Linked DNA regions of Mus musculus: all the other regions are linked to region 4. Evidence: chromatin contacts called from public HiChIP or PLAC-seq and promoter capture Hi-C data. All regions are on one chromosome and are shown on one strand. Each heading gives the region's core, a stretch centred on a gene start, on an enhancer-like site or on the middle of the called end of the contact. The rest is flanking DNA. Distances are from core to core; before and after follow the strand shown.

The links. Promoter capture Hi-C pulls out the DNA fragments that hold promoters and counts their contacts. HiChIP or PLAC-seq counts read pairs in DNA pulled down with a chosen protein or histone mark. Capture Hi-C pulls out chosen DNA fragments and counts their contacts.
Region 1: a contact with region 4 is called in a promoter capture Hi-C map of the HPC-7 cell line. The contact joins the enhancer-like site here to the promoter of Slc45a3 in region 4. A contact is called at or near these places in 3 of 39 promoter capture datasets (the C10 cell line, the HPC-7 cell line and liver), 1 of 15 datasets of contacts at CTCF or cohesin (the NIH/3T3 cell line), 1 of 484 Hi-C or Micro-C datasets (bone marrow-derived macrophages), 7 of 115 datasets of contacts at active chromatin or transcription factors (the HPC-7 cell line, double positive thymocytes, embryonic basal ganglia and 4 more) and 4 of 9 other capture datasets (adipose tissue, embryonic stem cells, liver and 1 more).
Region 2: a FOXA1 HiChIP or PLAC-seq map of pancreatic cancer cells shows a contact between it and region 4. The contact joins the enhancer-like site here to the promoter of Slc45a3 in region 4. A contact is called at or near these places in 13 of 39 promoter capture datasets (the 3T3-L1 cell line, 3T3-L1-derived adipocytes, cranial neural crest and 8 more), 15 of 484 Hi-C or Micro-C datasets (B cells, CD4 T cells, the G1E-ER4 cell line and 11 more), 2 of 115 datasets of contacts at active chromatin or transcription factors (embryonic forebrain and pancreatic cancer cells) and 2 of 9 other capture datasets (adipose tissue and liver).
Region 3: a promoter capture Hi-C map of liver shows a contact between it and region 4. The contact joins the promoter of Pm20d1 here to the promoter of Slc45a3 in region 4. A contact is called at or near these places in 2 of 39 promoter capture datasets (the C10 cell line and pre-B cells), 1 of 115 datasets of contacts at active chromatin or transcription factors (embryonic stem cells) and 2 of 9 other capture datasets (liver and pancreatic islet).

The regions. Positions count from the first base shown.
Region 1 is chr1:132,094,241-132,097,382 of GRCm38.p6, reverse strand. No RefSeq gene overlaps it. Among named protein-coding and RNA genes, the nearest start is that of Gm37120, 6.8 kb to the left of the region's middle. Within about 2 kb of position 1,627, at least 57 of the 459 cell types and tissues checked have an H3K27ac peak or open chromatin away from gene starts, as enhancers often do. A contact at or near this core is called in the HPC-7 cell line, double positive thymocytes and pancreatic cancer cells, where this site is marked.
Region 2 is chr1:131,712,889-131,716,139 of GRCm38.p6, reverse strand. It overlaps Rab7b (RAB7B, member RAS oncogene family), which reads right to left. Exons shown (of 6, transcript NM_145509.3): 6 at 701-3,251. Among named protein-coding and RNA genes, the nearest start is that of Gm30104, 19 kb to the left of the region's middle. Within about 2 kb of position 1,284, at least 26 of the 459 cell types and tissues checked have an H3K27ac peak or open chromatin away from gene starts, as enhancers often do. A contact at or near this core is called in pancreatic cancer cells and stem cell-derived neural progenitor cells, where this site is marked.
Region 3 is chr1:131,795,924-131,798,725 of GRCm38.p6, reverse strand. Pm20d1 (peptidase M20 domain containing 1) reads right to left here and starts at 1,331. Exons shown (of 13, transcript NM_178079.3): 1 at 1,140-1,331; 2 at 44-130. The coding sequence starts at 1,308.
Region 4 is chr1:131,961,182-131,964,305 of GRCm38.p6, reverse strand. Slc45a3 (solute carrier family 45, member 3) reads right to left here and starts at 1,391. Exons shown (of 5, transcript NM_001177628.2): 1 at 1,254-1,391.

The DNA.
Region 1 (3,142 bases), core at 378-2,877, 130 kb before region 4:
CTGAATGAACTAGAAGAGCCTTCTCATGTTTTGAGAAATACCACCAGAGGGCTTCCAGTAGGCTCAATATGGGGAGTTGAGAGCCAGGTGTTTCGTGAGTGGTCAGGTCTCAGAGTCACGACCTGGGATACAGATAGGATGACATGAGCAGAGACAAGGTCAGATGTTAGGTTGTTTTCAGAACTCCGAAGTAGACAGCATAACCCTAGCAGGACAGCTTCATGGGTTAAGGACATAGAGTTCATATCCTTACTGGACAACTAGCTAACTGAGCCACCCTGGTCCTCAGTATCCTATGTGCAAAATATAATAAACGTACTCACTTCCCAACACAGAAAAGGCTTGGCACACATTAAGGGATCAGTAAATGTTAGTCACGATTGCCTATTGACGGAAGATTTTGAGTGTAGGGGGAATCTAAATTAGTCCGGAGTCTCTGTTTGTGTCCTTGCCACATCCAAGGTTAGTCCTTACCACCCAGGCTGCAAGTGAAGGTGATAAAGAAAGCCAGGGATCAGAGTTCCCAGGTTGGGCTTTCTCCTCTTGCTAAACCTCTCTGTGAATACGGGCCAGGAGGAGGCAGCACTGGCTGGATAGGAGGGTATGTCCACCAGTGTCTCTTAAGCCAGGCCTCTGCCTCCTTAGGCTCAGCTTCCAGTGCTGAGTGGTGGGGTATGGGAAGGAGACAGACATGCAGATTGTGGATCCCTGGATCTTTGCATCTGAGGATCTAGGGAAGAAATGGAATTCTCTGCCTGCTCTGTCCTGTGTAAATCTAAGAGGCAGTCATAGTCACCCTCCTCCACGGAAATGCTCCGCTTGGGTGGGACTCCACTCAGATCTCCTTCCTGCTGCTCTGCAGGGACTGGGAAGGTTCCTGGGAAGGTACAGAAGATTCTGGGTCAAGCATCATGACTTAGTCACTTAACACTACAAGAGGCCACATACCCCTGCTCCCCAGCGGACCTGCCATTTTTGGAGAGCCTCTCCCCTCAGCTTTGGCCATGGGAAGAAGAGCGGCATTGACTGTGGAGCCTGAAAGGATCTGACATCCATCTCTGGAAGAAAGAGGGTGGGAAGGAGGGATGGGTGGAAGAAGGAGAGAAGGGAGGAGAGGGAAAGGGAGAAGAAGGAAAAGAGAGATGCCTTCCAGGCAGCAAGGCATCATAGTGAGTGCCTGAAATCCTAGCATTTGGGAAGTGGAACTTGAGGATCAGGAGTTCAAGGCCTGCCTAGGCTACTAGAAACTCTGGAGAGAAGGAGGAGGAGAGGAAGGGAAGAGAAAAAGGCTGTCTTTTTAAAATCAGTATTTACAGGAAGAATTGGGATAACCCAGGGGTAGATGGCTTCCAACACAAAAAAAGGTCTTAGATTCACACCACCACCACCAATAAGAAAATGTCACCAGGTAGAGAGCCCTAGCAATTGGTGAATACAGACTGTAACCACATTAGGCAGAACACCAAGACTGCGCCCTAGACACCAACAGAAAGGAGACACGGAAGTGTGTGAGGACTTCCGGCCAGCTCCACCACTCGCCTGTCTGCTGGTCTGCCAGAAGGTAGAGGCAGCAGTGGGGTCTGGAGTCACGCCCGCTATGGGAATGCTTATCTACATTGTGAGCCAGGGCCTGGCTTGCACAGATGACTCACACTAGCAGAGGAATCCAGGCCAGCAGGAAACAGGTGGCTACCCTGACACAAAGGAGATACTGACTCTGTTGGACGGTGGTACCATTGGAGCCGGACCCTAGGGCTGAGTGCATTTCTGCAGAACCAGGACAAGCACCAAGGTCTCTGCCCAGAAATCGCAAGATCTCCCTGGTGGAGATAAAAGGGAGGACTGGGAAGCAAGCAGGGGTTTCTATTGCACGTGGTTGAGGCCCTGTGTAGCAGTGCAGGCTGAGGGGCGTGACCATTACCTGACTGTTAGAAGCAATACATGTACATTTTTTAAAAAATGGAGCAAAACACAAGCTTGGGTTGCAGCTCAGTTGGTAGAGTTACTGGATAGTGAGAGTAAAGACCTGGGTTTGGGGTTGGTGAGATGGCTCAGCAGGTAAGAGCACTGGCTGCTCTTCCAAAGGGCCCAAGTTCAAATCCCAGCAGCCACATGGTGACATCACAACCACCAGTAATGAGATCTGACTCCCTCTTCTGTGTGTGTCTGAAGATAGCTACAGTGTATCTATTATCTATAGCTACAGTGTATCTATTTATAATAATAAATAAATTTTTGGGCCAGAGTGAATGGTGTTGACCAGAGTGAGCAGAGGTCCTAAAATTCAATTCCCAACAACCACATGAAGGCTCACAACCATCTATACAGCTACAGTGTACTCACATACATAAAATAAATAAATCTTAAAAAATAAAAAAGACCTGGGTTTGACCCCTGGATCACATGAGAGTGTGACCGTGGGCTGTGCACAGATTATACAAGTATGTATCTCTACAGATACCACACATACGCACACATATATAACACATGCATGGAATCAAAACAATATGTCCTATATAGGCAGTATGTATTTTTACTTGTTGTGTTTTGCAGTGCTGGTGATGAACCCAGGACCTCCCACACGAGAGGCCAGTGTTCTATTACTGAGCTGAAACCCCTGATCCTATAGGCATATTAGTGTAACAAAATCCATATTTTATTTATATTCAAGAGTATGCTATACCAGTTGAGCATCCCTAAATTGGTATCCTCAAAATACTTAACAGTCTGGAACTTTGGGAGCATTGATATGACATCACAAATGTATCCACACCTGCCCTCACGTGCCAGGTTGCAGATAAAATGCAAGTGCAATAAAAATGGGCTGGAGAGATGGTTCTGTGGTTAAGAGCACCAACTGAGGGCTGGAGAGATGGCTCAGTAAATGTATCCACACCTGCCCTCACGTGCCAGGTTGCAGATAAAATGCAAGTGCAATAAAAATGGGCTGGAGAGATGGTTCTGTGGTTAAGAGCACCAACTGAGGGCTGGAGAGATGGCTCAGTGGTTAAGAGCACCGACTGCTCTTCCGAAGGTCCTGAGTTCAAATCCCAGCAACCACATGGTGGCTAACAACCATCCGTAATGAGACCTGACGCCCTCTTCTGTGCATCTGAAGACAGCTACAGTGTACTTAGATTTA
Region 2 (3,251 bases), core at 35-2,534, 250 kb after region 4:
ATGCAAACTTTCTATGGTAGACTACATAAGGTATTATATACATGATTTTGCTGCTGAATTCCAGTACACCCTGGATTAAGAACAACTGTGTTCTTAAACGGCTGGAGAGATGGCTCAGCGGTTAAGAGCACGGACTGCTCTTCCAGAGGTCTGAGTTTAGTTCCCAACAACCACATGGTGGTTCACAACCATCTGTAATGGGATCTGACGCCCTCTTCTGGTGTGTCTGAAGATAGTGACAGTGTGCTCATATACATTGAAAAAAAAATCTTAAAAAAAAAAAAAGAATAGCTGTGTGCAGGGCTGTGACTACATAAGATCAGGCCAGCTAAAATCCCAGCAAGGATTGGGGTGGGGGTGGGACTCATGAAATCCCATCACTAGCTGAAGGGCTATTGGCAGTCAGCTGAGTGGAGGGGTGGAGTTAGTTTTCTCCAGGGATGCAGCTACTAAGAGGGAGGTTGCCCGTGCTCCAGTAGATGCATCTACACCTATACATATGCAGGCAGCCCTAGATGGACTCCAAGGAGGCTAAAGGGAGAACACATTAAGTTGTGAGGGAAATGTGGGGGTGGGACATGGGGGAGGTGTGGAAAGGGAGGGAATGGGGTCAGGTTTCATCAAAGCACATTTTATAAGTACATGAAATTCTCAAAAGAATGGAAATGGTGAAAAAAAAAAGTGATGAGGTTTTGGTCTTAGTAAAATCCATTTATGTATTTATTTAAAGAATAGATGGGCAGTAGTCCACTAAAACTCATCCATCCCCTACTGTCCGCCAGTCTGTAAAGCTGAGTGCGGTGAATCAAAACACGCCCACCCTAGCAACTGGGAGCCTGAGGCCGAAGAATACCAAGTTCAAGGCTGCGCATCAATAACTACAACAAAAGACAAACCTATCAGCCCCCTCCCCATAAAAAACAACAAAAAGCACCCCTTCTCTCAAAACAAAAACTAGAGCAGGCCCTGTCTTCATGGAGAGGAAGCATAGCGAACAGTAGTGGGCGCTACTCATCCCAGAGCTACCTGTGTCTAACCAACAGCTCCCCAGCACTGCTCTGGAGCAGGGGGAGGGAGACGAGGGTAAGTGAAAGCCACAGAAGTCCTCATCTGTGGCTCTCCTGTCCCAGTCGAGCTGCTGCTGTTGGTCACTGTGATGTGCACAGAGAGAGTGCACACAAGGCTGCTCTTGGGTGCCAGAGGCCGGTGTGGGACTGCAAGCAGAGCCTGAGAAGCTGTCTGTGGCCGAGGGATAGACAGCCCAACCACCAGGCAGCAGTAGAAAAGCTCTGTTATGTGGGAGCAAACGGCAGCAGAAATGGGCATTTTCCCAAGTCCCTGAGGGCAGGGCCTAACGTCCAAGCCTGCTTTGTTTGGTGATAAGATTTGGCTTTGTTCTTTTCCCGAGCCCCAAGGATACATGCTGCGGGGAGTCCTGATCTGAGTTCTCCGTTGACCAGCAGCCAAGGGTGCTCCACTTGAGCGAGGCTGTGGTGAGCCCGATCAATAGAATCCTGTTGACTGGGGTCTTTTTCTTGAAGGGATGACTATGAAGAGGGCCTGGGATATGTTGCCACCGCGCCCAACTTAGATGTCGCTGTGGTGGGGTGAAGTTCCTGTGCCTGCTGGCATGGATGCTAAGGGCCAGTCTCCAACTCAGGGTGACTCATGGTTGGGCTACAGTGGCTCGCAGGGACCCTTACTGTGGGTCTGGTTGTCAGCTCAGCTCACTCTGCCCTGGGGATTGGTCAGCACATCTCCCAGTTGTAATAGGATATCTGTGAGTCTCCAGGCCCACAGGTCCCTGCTTCCATTTGGAATATTTAGTCTGTGCTATGACTCTAAAGAGGACACAGAATCTATGTCATGTGCTTTAAGGCTGTGGCAGAGCCTTCCCTTCAGGCTACAGTGTGTCCAGCAGGGTCGGGCCAGAGCTCTGTTGTTTGAGCTGAAAGCTCACTGCTTTCTCAGGACCACGTCACGGGGAGGTGAGTCCTCAGGAGGGTTCACCTCCAATGTCGGATGCTGTTATTGCTGTCTTGAAGTCTTAATTTTTGAACAATCTCACTTTTTTACGGGGCCCTGGAAATGAAATGATGTGGCTTTTACTGCCTACACTTTAACATCGTTGACATGCCAATTATGCTGACATAGATTTTTTTTTTTAAAAAATTAAAAAGCAAACACCATAGTCTCTTCTCGTCCAAAGAAACTCCTGGACATCCCCCTCCCCCATAGATATCTAAAGTTACATAGTACTAATCCCGCCCCCAGGTGCTATGTTTCCTCCTAGTCACACAAGCGTATGACAGAGTATAATGAATAAATTAGGTACAGCAAGAGATGGACAATAATTGACAATAAATTAAATGACCATGAGTCTGTACAAGTAATAAAAGGCTATAAATGCATATTCTAAAGATACTGTACTGTTCCCGACCTTATCCTCATGTGACAACATGAGATGATGGCGTATCTCAGTGATGAGATAGTGACATGGGTATTGTGGCGTAACTTTGGTTACTATTAATAGAGGCATTTGGAATGATGGCAGTTGATACATCTGAGACAGCTACAAAGTAACTGCTGGATTAGATGCACAGAATAGAGCAAAGGCAACTGACCTGGGTAGGATGGCGCAGCGGTTCACCACACTCCTTCAAATGACACGTGCATTGAAAGTTGTAAGTTATTTATTTCTGGGATTTGCTATTTAATATTTTTGGTCCACAGTTGACCATGGGTAACTGAGACTGGTATCACTGACCAAGAGGGACTATTGTCCCATAAAGGATATAAACAATGGAAACACATACTATTTGCTGCGTACCCTTAGATATGGTCCTTATGTTCATCGTGCTGCCGAATGCACACCTCCCCACACACATCCCTCCACAGTCTGACTTCAGGAGAGCCACACCAATGTGTGACGGGGGCACAGTGTTCATCTCTGAAGGATGCAGGGCTCATTGTTCCTGTGACTGCTGTCCTTAGTAAGTTGCTTTATACCTCAGAGCTAGGCGGGTGCAGACAGAGCCCCCAGACCCCCAGTTATTACCCCCTGACTGGCTTCCTAGAGATTGACACCTCGGATCTGCTTGGAACTCAGGAAAGAAGACTTCTGTGGAGACAGGAATGTCTGTGGAAGGCATGAGGTATGAACCTGACCATTGAAGACCCTGAAAGTTCGTTCTGTCCACCTCCTTCAGAATGAGCCACCCTATCTGTGCAGTGTGAAGACAGAAGGAAAA
Region 3 (2,802 bases), core at 82-2,581, 170 kb after region 4:
CCAGTGTATGTCTGCCACCCTTAGCCCTTAGTTTGTAGCTGACCTTTGCGGATATATTCTCCAAACTCAGCAAGGGCTGTGGTGTTGGATTCCTCGTGGCTGAAAGACACTGTGGGAATCTGGATGGCACCTGTTGGGATTCAGTGGTCAGAGACAGACGATTAAGGTTGATAGAGGTTGAGTGTTTCTGATAAAAGTCTGAAACCATAGCTGAATGTGGTGGTGCACAGCTGTAATCCCAGAACTTTGGAGGAGGGAGGGAGGGAGACAGGGAGAAGAAGATGAAGAAGATGAAGAAAAGCGGAGGAGGAGGAAGAGGCGGCGGAGGAGGAGGAGGAAAAAAAAAGAAGAAAAAGAAGTAGTAGAAGAAAGAACAAGAAGGAAAGAAAGAGAAAGAGAAGAAGAAAAATAGACAGATGATGGCAACCAACCAGCTTGCAGAGGACTATTTGCCCAATGCTCTGGGAAAACTATTCCCAGGCATCTCACTTCACTATGTGCACAATCCATCTTCCACTAAGGGTTAGCATTTGATCACTGTGTTGACTTGCATATGTTTGTGTAGGCAGTTTTTTTTTTTAATGAATCCACTACTTAATGAACAGAAAAGAGAAGTTGACAAGGCGTCCGTCCCACCAGCCTGCACAAATGCTCTTTTCTCCTGAAAGTCCAATGAGTTAGTTGCCTTGTTAAGTCCGTTTTAGGGGAGAACTACTTACATATTACATACACCCCAGGAATAATTCATTCTCTTCAGAGCCAGCGAGTCCTACTGACTCTACAATGTTATCCAGAGCTTTGTCCTTGAGGGAGTCCTGGGGAAGATCATTTAACGAAGCCAAACAGTTTTGTTTTAAGGCACCGCAGAGATTGAAAAGGTTAAAAGATTTAGAGTTGAAAGTGCTACAAATACTTTTTGGAGGCAGACAGGGGTAGGGTGGATGCCAACAGTGCTGAGAGGAGAGAAGCTGGAGCCTCTAGGCTAGGCAAGGGATTACCGACGCAAGTGCTAGACCAGTGCACAGTGTCCCGAAAGCTTGCAGAACGCTGGCTGGGCCCGCCCGCGTCCCTCAGCAGAGGGAGGTAGGCCCTCTGGGACTGAGGGACTCAGATCTGAGAACAAGGGGGCGGAGGTTCACCTTTCAGCGCCTCTTTTATAGCGACACGCTCCTCCTCGCTGAACTGGGAAGGGATCCGGGACGCCCCCCGATTTTCCCTGCTTCTAGGGCCAGTGGATCCGGAGACCGTAGCGAAAAAGAGAAGGAGCACAGCTGCCCAGGCGGGCAAGCTAGCAAGTAGCTCAGCCATGTCTCTCCCCAAAAGCCACCAGTCGGGCTAGAGTTTGGACCTAATAGCCTAAAGCATGACTCGCTGCTGACCAATCATTGATTGACCTGGACAGCAACCAACCAATCAATCGAGCGACCCGCCCTTGAGTTGCTGCCCTCTAGACAAGGGTCAGGACTAGCCTGCTCTTGTTCTGGCATTTACTACATGAGAGCAAAGGTGTGTGTGTGTGTGTGTGTGTGTGTGTGTGTGTGTGTGTTATAGCTTTAATTTCATCATAAACTGCAACAGTGTGTCTGTTGATAGGTAGTGCTTTGACAAACCAGCCCCGACGAGTTTGCTCCTGTTTTGAACCTTTTCTTAGCATGCCAAGATGTGACCTTGTGTCCTTGGGAAAATGAATAGAAATATGTAGCAGTGGTGGTGGTGGGGGAACTGGAGGTAGCCATTAGAAAGTCCCAGACACCAGGGAAGCGAGAGGTTCCCAGGACCCAATGGATATGACATTAGCCGAAATATCCAACAAAAGGGAGATAGAACCTGTAGAGAACACCTCCAGTAGATAGGCGTGGCCCCCAATTGAGGGTTGGGGCCACTCACCCATCTCAAAAATTTTAATCCAGAATTGTTCCTGTCTAAAGGAAATACAGGGACAAAAAACGGAGCAGAGACTGAAGGAAAGGCCATCCAGAGACTGCCCTACCTAGGGATCCATCCCATCTGCAGACACTAAACTGGATACTATTGCTGATGCCAAGAAGCGCTTGCTGACAGGAACCTGGTATAGCTGTCCCCTGAGAGGTTCTGCTAATGCCTGACTAATAATACAGATGCAGATACTCAAAGTCAACCATTGGACTGAGCACAGGGGTCCCAGTAGAAGAGTTAGGGGAAGGACTGAAAGAGCTGAAGGGGATCGCAACCCTATAGGAAGAACAACAGTATCAACTAACTGGACCCCACCCCCCTTAGCTCCCAGAGACTAAACCACCAACTAAAGAGCCATGGAGGGGTCCAGAGGTCCCATGTAGCAGAGGATGACCTTGTCTGGCATCAATGGGAGGGGAGACCAGGCAAGGGGAGGGGCAACATTTGAAATTTGAAAATGTAAATAAATAAGATAACCAATTAAAAAAAAAGAACTAATCCAGTGCTACAGGTCCCTTCCCCAAAGCTTTGAGGGTTAAGCCTGCCTGCCCTGGGGGTTTTCCTTTTAAAGTCCAACAAACTGTCCCCCAGTTTCTGTTAGAGTGTATTCTTTGTCCTCAAGCTTCCATTTGTGATGGTTCTCAAATTCTTTTATTAACGACACCAAGAACCCCAAGAGGGGCTCTGATTTTTCGGGTGTAATATGATGGTCCTACTAGAACTCTGAAAATAGATCTTCCTTTTAATTCTTTAATTGACAGAGAAAACGAAACACAGTACTGTCCCTCTAGACAGGTTTCATTAGTACACTTTATTCATGTATATATTTTGATTAAATTTATTCCTAAGCTGTTCTTCTCGCTCTCT
Region 4 (3,124 bases), core at 142-2,641:
GACACAGTGTTCTGTGTGGTTCCTCAGCTTTCTGTCCAGCATCTAGCTCCTGGGCCCTTCTCTTCCCAGCTCCATATGTCAACCTGTTCCCCATGCCTTAGGCACGTGGGCCCACACCGAGGCTTCACACTCTGGGAAAGGGATTGTGCTTCACGCGTAGGAAACAGAGGCTAGAAACCTTAACAGTTTCACCCTCCTGAGAAAAGCTTCCAGAAGCCCAGCCAGTCATTCTAAGCTGCATCTACTCCGTGCCCGTCTGCAAAGCCCTAGCTGGGCTATTCAAAATTCAACCTAGCCAGCTAGGATTGGGTCTGTCACAGCTGAGCATCAAGTTCTCACCAGATACCCACCGGGCCAAACTCTTCCTACCTACAATTCATACTCCTAGGGAAAGAGGAAGCACCGAGTTCTCCGTGGCCTTGGACGAGTCAAGTGTGTGTCATGAAGGAGGGGGCTGAGTCGGAGGGCAAGGGACAGAGCAGTCACAGGGTTCCCTGTCAGGAAGCGGAGACTAAGGAAGAGCTGAGCCTGCAAAGCTCCTGGAGTTTCTCCACCGGGCGTGCTGCCGCCCGCCGAGCGCTTTCTCGCTCTGTAGAGTACTCCCCATCCCCACCTGAGCCTCGGGACACAGCAGCCACAGCCGGAGCTGCTTTTACTCTCCGCAGGTGGGTAACGGAGGCAGAGAAGGAAGGCGCAGGATCGCACACGTACACTTACACTCATTATCCCAGCCTCAACTCCACCAAAGCCTTGCTCCAATTCTAGGGTCAAGAGAGCTGGGTCCCCTTCTGTCTCCGACCAAGGCTCCCGGTTGAAGGACCTCCCAGGGCTTCCCTAAGTGTGGACCGTGCGCGCCGCGGTGACTCATCTGCCCCTTTCGGGCGCAGCCCAGACAAGGGAAGAAATAAACGCAACTTTCCAAAGAAAACTCTGCGGCGGGAGGCTGCAGCAGGGGCGGCCGGCCTTCCGTCGGCCTGGCCCGGGACTCCGCGGCTCCGATCCCGCCCTCCGCGCGCGGCCCGGGACAGCGGGCACCACAGCACAGCGCTCCGGGAGGAAGCGCACTCAGCGCGGACGCGAGCGGGCGCCCGCCCTAGGCACCCGGTCACCAGGGGCCGCGCCCTCCCCGCGAGCCTCCGCTCGCGCAGGGCCGGGACGCCACGGAGCGGCCCCATCCCGCGGGGTGCTGAAAGCCACCGCCGAGCACGGCCACCCGCGCGCACCTTTCCCGCCGGGACCAGCCCCTCCCCTACCTGGCCCGGCGTGCGGCTGTCACCTGGGGCTGGCGCGTGCGAGCTCGGACCCCTGCTTCACCAACGCGCGCCAGCGGGCGCCTTTTAAATCTCCAGGTTACTCAGTGGGGGGAGAGAGCATGCGCGCTGGGGCTGCCAGGAGGGGGGCGGGGCAAGGCGGGTCGGAGGTGGGGGGGTGCTGGGAGGGGATGGAGGGGTGGGGCCGGTCCCCAAGGGAAGAAAGCGGGAGGTGGAAAAGCAGTCTCCTTTCTGGTCGCGACCGGACGGGCAGCCCCCGCGTGGCTCCTAGACTGCCCTGTCATTACCTAGGGCCGTGCACCGCCCCCTCTGCCGCTTGCCACCAAAACATTTAGGTAAAAACTACCCAGCTCCACGGGGTACCTCCCCTCTGCTCCTCGACCATTGCCCGCGCGTGCCATTCTGGACATCCTGCTGTCCAGGCACAACTGCGACCCACCCGCACTGGACCACGCCTTCAAAGGATCGGCCACATTCTGAGAGCTACTTTTCCTTGCTCTCAGAAAGCTAACTCAGTGCCTCTTTCTGCAACTCAAAGACAAAACTCCCACTTCTTTTTTCTTCTTTTACTTGTGGTTGCGTATAAGGAAGGAGAGGTGATAAATTGCCACCAAAATGTTCCCAGTCAAAGTTTCCAAAATGCCTGGACTGGCAGGAAGCGGGTGCAGGTGGGAGCGTTGCAATCGTAGGCTGATCCCGGGGTGGGGGTGGGGACTTTATTGTGTCTCTTTCATCCATGGAATTGTCTAAGGTGGAGAGACATTCACTTAGGCGACTTGTTGACCTCAATACCACAGGCTAGACATTTCTGCAGATATTTTTGGTGCACGAGACTAAGTAATCATAAAAATATCAGAGGGAAATGTGTTGTTGATGAATATTATATATTGGGCTAAGGGTTGTTTTCATCATCTCGGTATGAATATAAACAGACATTTTCCCCTTTGTTCTTATTCTCTGAGCAAGATACATATAGCCAGAGCTTACATATATGAGCATTTACATCGTATCAAATGTGTGTGATGTCTCAGTGAGAAGAAGTCCACAAGAAGATATGTGCAAGTTTATGTACAAATACTACAGCATGCTGTCTTGAGACCCTGGGGTGGATCGGGTATCCATAGGGTCCTGGGACCATCTGCACTACAGAATCCCAGGAAATGCTTTTGACATGGAGGACCTGGATGGCCTTAGATGGGAACTGGCCACTATGGTGCTGGATTGCAGTGTTTTGTTTGTTTGTTTTTGTTTTTTTGTTTTGGTTTTTTCGAGACAGGGTTTCTCTGTATAGCCCTGGCTGTCCTGGAACTCACTCGTAGACCAGGCTGGCCTCGAACTCAGAAATCCGCCTGCCTCTGCCTCCCCAGTGCTGGGATTAAAGGCGTGTCCCACCAACGCCCCGGCCTGGATTGCAGTGTTAACCCAGTGTTAACCCTTGTGCACCGTGGGGGCAAGTCCTTCCCATCTTCTGGGTTCTGTTCGAGGCAGCTAGTCAGCTGTCCCCCCAAAGGCACCCCCAGGTAGGAGGATAAGGATAGAAGAAAAAGAGAGACGTCAAAGGGAAAGCAAGAAATGGGCTAGTGGGGAAGAGAGCATATGTACAGGGGGAAACAGAGAACAAAATGTTAAGAGTCTGCATTCCGAGTCATTACATTAAATGTGAAAACCTTCTGGGCATAGCCTCCTTGGGAGCACAAGAACATTCATCCTAACTGGGATCTTGGCTTTCCAACATTTTTAACATACTTATCTGTAACCAGTAGAGAGCCCAGGGTGGAGTTCTGGTGACTCCGAGGGAGCCAGTGTCCCCTTTGCCCCAGGAAAAAGGGGCAGGAGTCATGGGGAATGCCAGG